Regions from separate parts of the Mus musculus genome. Here region 2 is linked to region 1. Evidence: chromatin contacts called from public HiCAR-type data. All regions are on one chromosome and are shown on one strand. Each heading gives the region's core, a stretch centred on a gene start, on an enhancer-like site or on the middle of the called end of the contact. The rest is flanking DNA. Distances are from core to core; before and after follow the strand shown. Region 1 has its middle 440 kb from the start of Gm31711. Region 2 has its middle 440 kb from the start of Gm25020.

The links. HiCAR-type assays count read pairs that join an accessible place to other places.
Region 2: a contact with region 1 is called in a HiCAR-type map of embryonic stem cells, with 3 times the contacts expected there. The contact joins two enhancer-like sites. A contact is called at or near these places in 7 of 484 Hi-C or Micro-C datasets (granulosa cells, liver, nephron progenitors and 1 more) and 2 of 115 datasets of contacts at active chromatin or transcription factors (both in embryonic stem cells).

Annotation. Positions count from the first base shown.
Region 1 is chr13:16,695,227-16,698,196 of GRCm38.p6, reverse strand. No RefSeq gene overlaps it. Among named protein-coding and RNA genes, the nearest start is that of Gm31711, 440 kb to the right of the region's middle. Within about 2 kb of position 1,251, at least 17 of the 459 cell types and tissues checked have an H3K27ac peak or open chromatin away from gene starts, as enhancers often do. A contact at or near this core is called in embryonic stem cells, where this site is marked.
Region 2 is chr13:16,767,943-16,770,948 of GRCm38.p6, reverse strand. No RefSeq gene overlaps it. Among named protein-coding and RNA genes, the nearest start is that of Gm25020, 440 kb to the left of the region's middle. Within about 2 kb of position 1,363, at least 17 of the 459 cell types and tissues checked have an H3K27ac peak or open chromatin away from gene starts, as enhancers often do. A contact at or near this core is called in embryonic stem cells, where this site is marked.

The DNA of each region.
Region 1 (2,970 bases), core at 2-2,501:
AAATATAGGAATGTTATGGTTAATAGTAACACAGTTAAGACTGAAAAAAAAGTTATGCAGGCTTCCCTTCAGCTAGACCTAAGTGCTGAGCTTCTGTTCGCGTGGAATGCTTTGGTCCTAGAACTTAAAAATATTAATTCTGTAAATTGAGGCTTAAAAAAAGAAAAGAAAGAAAGTAATACAACAAAGATCTCTTGTTAAATGATTTAGGAGAGATACTTGATCATCTAAATCAAGTATTTTAAAGGACAATAAGTATCTTACAGACTGTCGTGATAGTACAGTTTGTTTACGTGAAGCAACACTCATTGCAGACATAAGACAACAGTTTTCCTAAATTATAAAGTTTGGTATTTCCTGTAAATTTTGATAATTTTTAATCAAAGGAGGTTTTAGAAAAATTTAAATTGTATTTATCATTAATAGTTAACAATAACAGAAAATGAAGACCCAAATGTGATTTTGTTAATGCTCAAAAATTTTTAAACTGGCTCAGTGAGTATGACTGTCACCAAGGCCAGAACCTGAGTTCACTCCCAAAGGCCCACATGATGTAAATTTTAGACAAACCCTTAACACTGCACTCCAAGCAATGTCTCTGACTACTAAAACATGCTGGATATTTCTCACCTTAACAGTATATCCATAAATAAATAAATACTTAATTCTCTAACTATTTTCTTTTTTAAAATATTTTTTATTACATATTTTCCTCAATTACATTTCCAATGCTATCCCAAAAGTCCCCCATACTCTCCCCCCCACTTCCCTACCCACCCATTCCCATTTTTTTGGCCCTGGCATTCCCCTGTACTGAGGCATATAAAGTTTGTGTGTCCAATGGGCCTCTCTTTCCAGTGATGGCCGACTAGGCCATCTTTTGATACATATGCAGCTAGAGTCAAGAGCTCCGGGGTACTGGTTAGTTCATATTGTTGTTCCACCTATAGGGTTGCAGATCCCTTTAGCTCCTTGGGTATTTTCTCTAGCTCCTCCATTGGGAGCCCTGTGATCCATCCAATAGCTGACTGTGAGCATCCACTTCTGTGTTTGCTAGGCCCCAGCATAGTCTCACAAGAGACAGCTATATCTGGGTCCTTTCTTTTAATTATTACCTCAAAGATGGACTTTTTATGGTAACGTGGCTTCTTCATTCTTCTTTCTGACATTCTGCATTTAAGCAGTGCCCTTTCTCTTCTTCCTACCACTGCCTTTCTCTTTAATTGGCTTGTGGAGGATAACAACCTGAACCCAGTTTGTTAATCCTGCTGTGGCTCAGGCTCATTCCCTGGAACAACAGATAACAAAAGGACCTCTTTTGTGTTGAGTCATTCCCTTTAGGGCATCGCTGAGGATTGTAAAAGAAACCCACCCAAGGGTGAATGAGACCACTTTCAGTCACGTGTAGACATAAGGAAAACAAATCAGCAGCGAAGATGTTAGAGCAGAAGCTTTGTAAAAATTAAGGATAGGGCACATCCAGCCAGTAGCATTTTTTTAAGTAAACAAAACAATTCAACACACCAAGCGAAGAAAGCCATGTATAGTGAAGGTGAAACCAGCCTTTGACAGTAATGAGTTTGTCATGGGGAGCTGTGACTCCCGGGAAGGGCTTGCCAGTGAAATGTAGATGGTGAGAAAGTTGGAGTTTTGTGGTTTTAGGCAGGGCTGAGGCTAGCCATTCAGGAGCAGATTGATGCCTAGAGGCTGTGAGTAAGGAACAAGGCAAGGCAGAGAGAATTACCCAGGTAAGTTTGTCATGGTTCCCAGCAGGGTTTGGCTGCTCAGGCTAAAACTGCCTCAGTCTGGTGGTTTTCAAACCAGCTCTCAAGAAAAACCAGAAGAACCGTTCCTTCCTTGTTTGTCTTGCACTGAAGTCAGGAGAAGGACTTGGTGGCTTCCACAATCAAGGAAACCAGCAAACATTCTGAACTCACTTGGTTCGCTTCTTCATCTTTTGCCTGCCTTCCTTTTCCTTCATACTAGTTACACCTTCAGAGATTGCCTCACCCAGCAGCAAGAAAGTAGGCTTGTGGGCCAATTGTACTTACTAGCAAATTGGTCCTTTGTCTTCCCAACAGTGAAAGTACAGAGTGAAGGACACTGGGCATCCTCTCCACCATGCTTTGTCACTTTAAAAGGAGAACTAGTACTAACTTCATACTGTTTTGAGGCTGTTTTGTCTTTCTGTTTTAAAACTATACATAATCTTTTCCTGTAGAAGAGAAGAATACAACGTAATTTTTCTTCCTAAGTAAAAACTAAGTGATCTTTTAAACTAGAACAGCATGCATTTTAAAAAGACAATTCTATATTTTCTTATCTACTTGACTGATTAATTTTCTCCCCTCACATTTGTTAATGAACAAATACCATAATTGTCACTTAATTTTTTGGGTAAGAGGTAGTAGGAGACTGTCCAAGCCATCTTACATCTTAATTATGAGTTATCCTTCTCCTCAGCAGCAATAGCTATCCCTGTCTACAAATAATTATGAATTGAGTATATGCAGATGCTTCAGTCTCATATGATGTATCATTGTTCATGCCCCCTTTCTCCCTCACTCTCTCTCTCCCTCTTGTGTAACATGATCATAATATCTGAGATGTGTTTGGTAATTAGATTCCCACAGGTACTTTCAAGTATCAGGTAGCACAGGTACAAAATTTTCAGTTATGAAAACAGACAGTGGATTTCCTCTTCTTTACTTAGGAAGGCTCCATGATATGGTATTAAAAACACATATTGCATGGAAAGGTAGTGTTTAATTAACAATATATAGGAAGTGGCCCTTTTTTAAAACAATAAACTTATGTTCTGTCTTCACTGAAGCAAGTATATTAGTACAATTCCAAGTATTAGACACTAGGAGTCATAGTACTCAGAGCATAGCTACCAAGGATAACATAAACAAATCTCAGATGAGGAGAGATTGAGTTTTTTTTTTTAATCTTACTTAGCAATACAGT
Region 2 (3,006 bases), core at 114-2,613, 73 kb before region 1:
ATTGTCCTCATTACCCTCACCATAATCATCATATAACATTGTTTGCGTTTCTACAATGGGGAAATCTCCATGGCATATTCTCACAGATCCTCAAAGACCAGGAAGGGCTAAGCTGTACATTCTATACATTCCTTTGGTAAAGTTGTTTCCATTGTGAAACCCACTTCCAAGAATATATTTCTCTCTAGCTCTTTTTTTCTTTTTCTTTTTCCTTTTCTTTTTCTTTTTCTTTTTCTTTTTCTTTCTTTTCTTTTCTTTTCTTTCTTTTTTTTTTGAAAATGGTGTGAATAAGATGAATATGACAATGTAAGTCATAAATTGCTTTTCATCTATCAGGGACAAGTAAGTGGTGTAATGGTCCTCTAAATTCTTGTGTTGCCCCCTGACTTCTAAGTAGAGGGAAATGTGCTTCTTCAGTGTACATAATTCTGCCTTAAGTAGGGGAAATATCCTTAGAAAATGTCTGACATCTAAGAAGCACTCAAGGTTTTGGGAGGCACGCACAGACAAAATCCCTCAGGCTGCTCCCCTTCTCCCTCCTATGCTGGTGGCTTGAATTTGGGGGATTTGTGGTAGAGCTAAGCATATGTCCATACTTTTTTCTCTGAAGCCCAGCTGTCACTGTGTAGCCTCTGTCTTCCTGTACATAAAACATCCCCTGTACATCTGGAGACTTGGAGAAAAAGGTCTGCCAGTCTGCACATGGGATTTGCAGCTCTTGGCTTCAGCACCTGTGGGCTGAGTGATCTGGAATATATTTGTGTTTCCTGGTCACAGTTGGAGCAGTGAGATTTGACCCTTAGAAGGCAGTGGCTTATTGCAAGCCTGTTCTTAGTGCTTTTAAAATCGTGTGCGCATTGCAGGAGTAAGACACCTCTGCCTACTGAAAGCCAGAGGAATGTGCCTGGAAGCCAAGTCTAGACAGAATTCCTAGGTGGGGAATCAGTGGGGACAGAGGTGAACGCCACACGGTTCAGTCCAATTTTCTGTCCTGCGTTTTTAGCATCTTTATGTTTCTTGGTTTCAGCCAACATGAGAGAGAGAGAGTTTGTGAGCTGCAGATGACCATAACAAGTGGGTTGGGGTTTCCACTGGCGATTAATTTAAATGCTTCACCTTCCTTCCACTTTTAATCTGAAGTGCATTATGGTCCCCAAGGAAGCCCCAGCATTTTACAGGCCTCTGGTTTACTGAGGGGAGCAGCAAATGGATGGAAAACTATTCTTTGTCATGTCTGGTTTACAATGAGTGGGGATTTACGGAAACAATTGCATTACAAAAGCACTAATCCCAGTTGTCAGTGTGATGAGTCAGATAGGGAAACAGGAGGAAGGCGAGGTCCTTTCCATTTTGTTTTCTACATTGACTGGAGCAACTTAACAAGCCAAGACCAAGGCAGCTCTGAGCCACACAGCTGGCACTCCATAAAAGACTGTCACCTCAAGCCCTCATGTGGTCAGTGGCCTTTGTTTCTAAATGTTTGTTGCCACCCATTTCAAATTCCACATCTTGAGACAAACCATCATCTTAGCACTAACCATTTTGTACCTCCTATCCTTCACATCCCTGCCACAAACAGAACAGCCCTGAAATCCCACAAATTTTACTTCTTGCTTCACGTGTACACAAGCATCCTGCCATTCCCCTGAGTCCCTCTGCAGGCTCTCCTCAATAAAGTTCTCCATCCAGCTCTATTCTCAACCATAAGCCTTCATCTCACTCAGCAATGCTCCCAAAAGCGTCCCACCTTGTTCTTTCTGGCCTCATCATGTACTTTTTTCTTTATCATATTAGGCAGTTTATGGTTCATGCAACACTACTGCCCCGCTCATAACAAAACATGACCTTGTTTCATGTTCTTGGTTTGTTTTCTTTCCAGACATTTCTTACTTGCTTCACTTAGATAACCTTAGCTTCTCAAGATGGGGGTGTAGTCCTCCCTCCTGGAAATCTTAATACTTTCTCCTCCACAGAAGCATGCATCACAAAAACAGATGCTCCTAGCTGGCCAAAACTTCCCAGGTAACTTCGGAATAATTGGATGGTACCTCCTCCTCAGTTTTCAGGTCAGCAGTATCTACATAGTGTTCATAAAGTCTTTTTGTGAGGTAAACTTCAGTTTCCCATAAGTGGTAAGGGGTTGCTTATCTGGGAACTACTTTATTTCCTGACTTCACAGTAGTATAGACTAACCCTCAGTATTGCCACCCCTGGTATTGTGGTATCATCCTGAGTGAGGTAACTCAGAGCCAAAAGGACATGCATGGTACATACTCACTAATGAGTGGATATTAGCTAAAAACAAAAGCACAGAATACACAAGATGCAGTCCACCGAGCTCAAAAAGGGCAACAAGCTGAAGGGCCCAAGTGAGGACACCTCAGTCCCACTTGGGAAAGAGAAGAAAGCAATCACAATGGGGGAGGGAGGGAGGGATCTGAGAGGGAAAAGTGGATCATTGTGGAGACAAGGGTTGAGAAGGAAGTATGGGGATGTAGAACAGTCAGAGGGTAGACTGGGAGGGGAATAAAATCTGGAGTGTAAACAAACAAACAAACAAACCCCCCAATGCTAGCATGAAAACATAATGGGTCCTGAAGTCCATTCCAGGGCTTCTAGCTTTGAAGTCACTCAGTGGCCTCCCTGTAGCTTTAAGAAGCCTTTTCAATGGGTATTTAATTCTATAATGACTGAACATATGATTACTACTGAATGTTTTACAAAATGTTTCAGAGTGAAAGACAGAGAGAAACATAGGTTACCCTGTGTGGGTCAAGGACACAGTGTAGTAGCATTTCTAAGGTTCCAATGTCTATCCTGTCAGGTAGAGGCTCTAGTGATCCTCATGCCCACTGTTACTAAGTGTGTACTGGTTCTGAGTATTGGCTGCATATGTGGGTCACGTTCCTGATTTGAATGGTCAGGGCACATTCTAACAGTGGGCTTTTTAAAAAGCTCCCTGAATGTTTTGAACCCTCCCCTCCATTAGACTACATGAACCTCTGA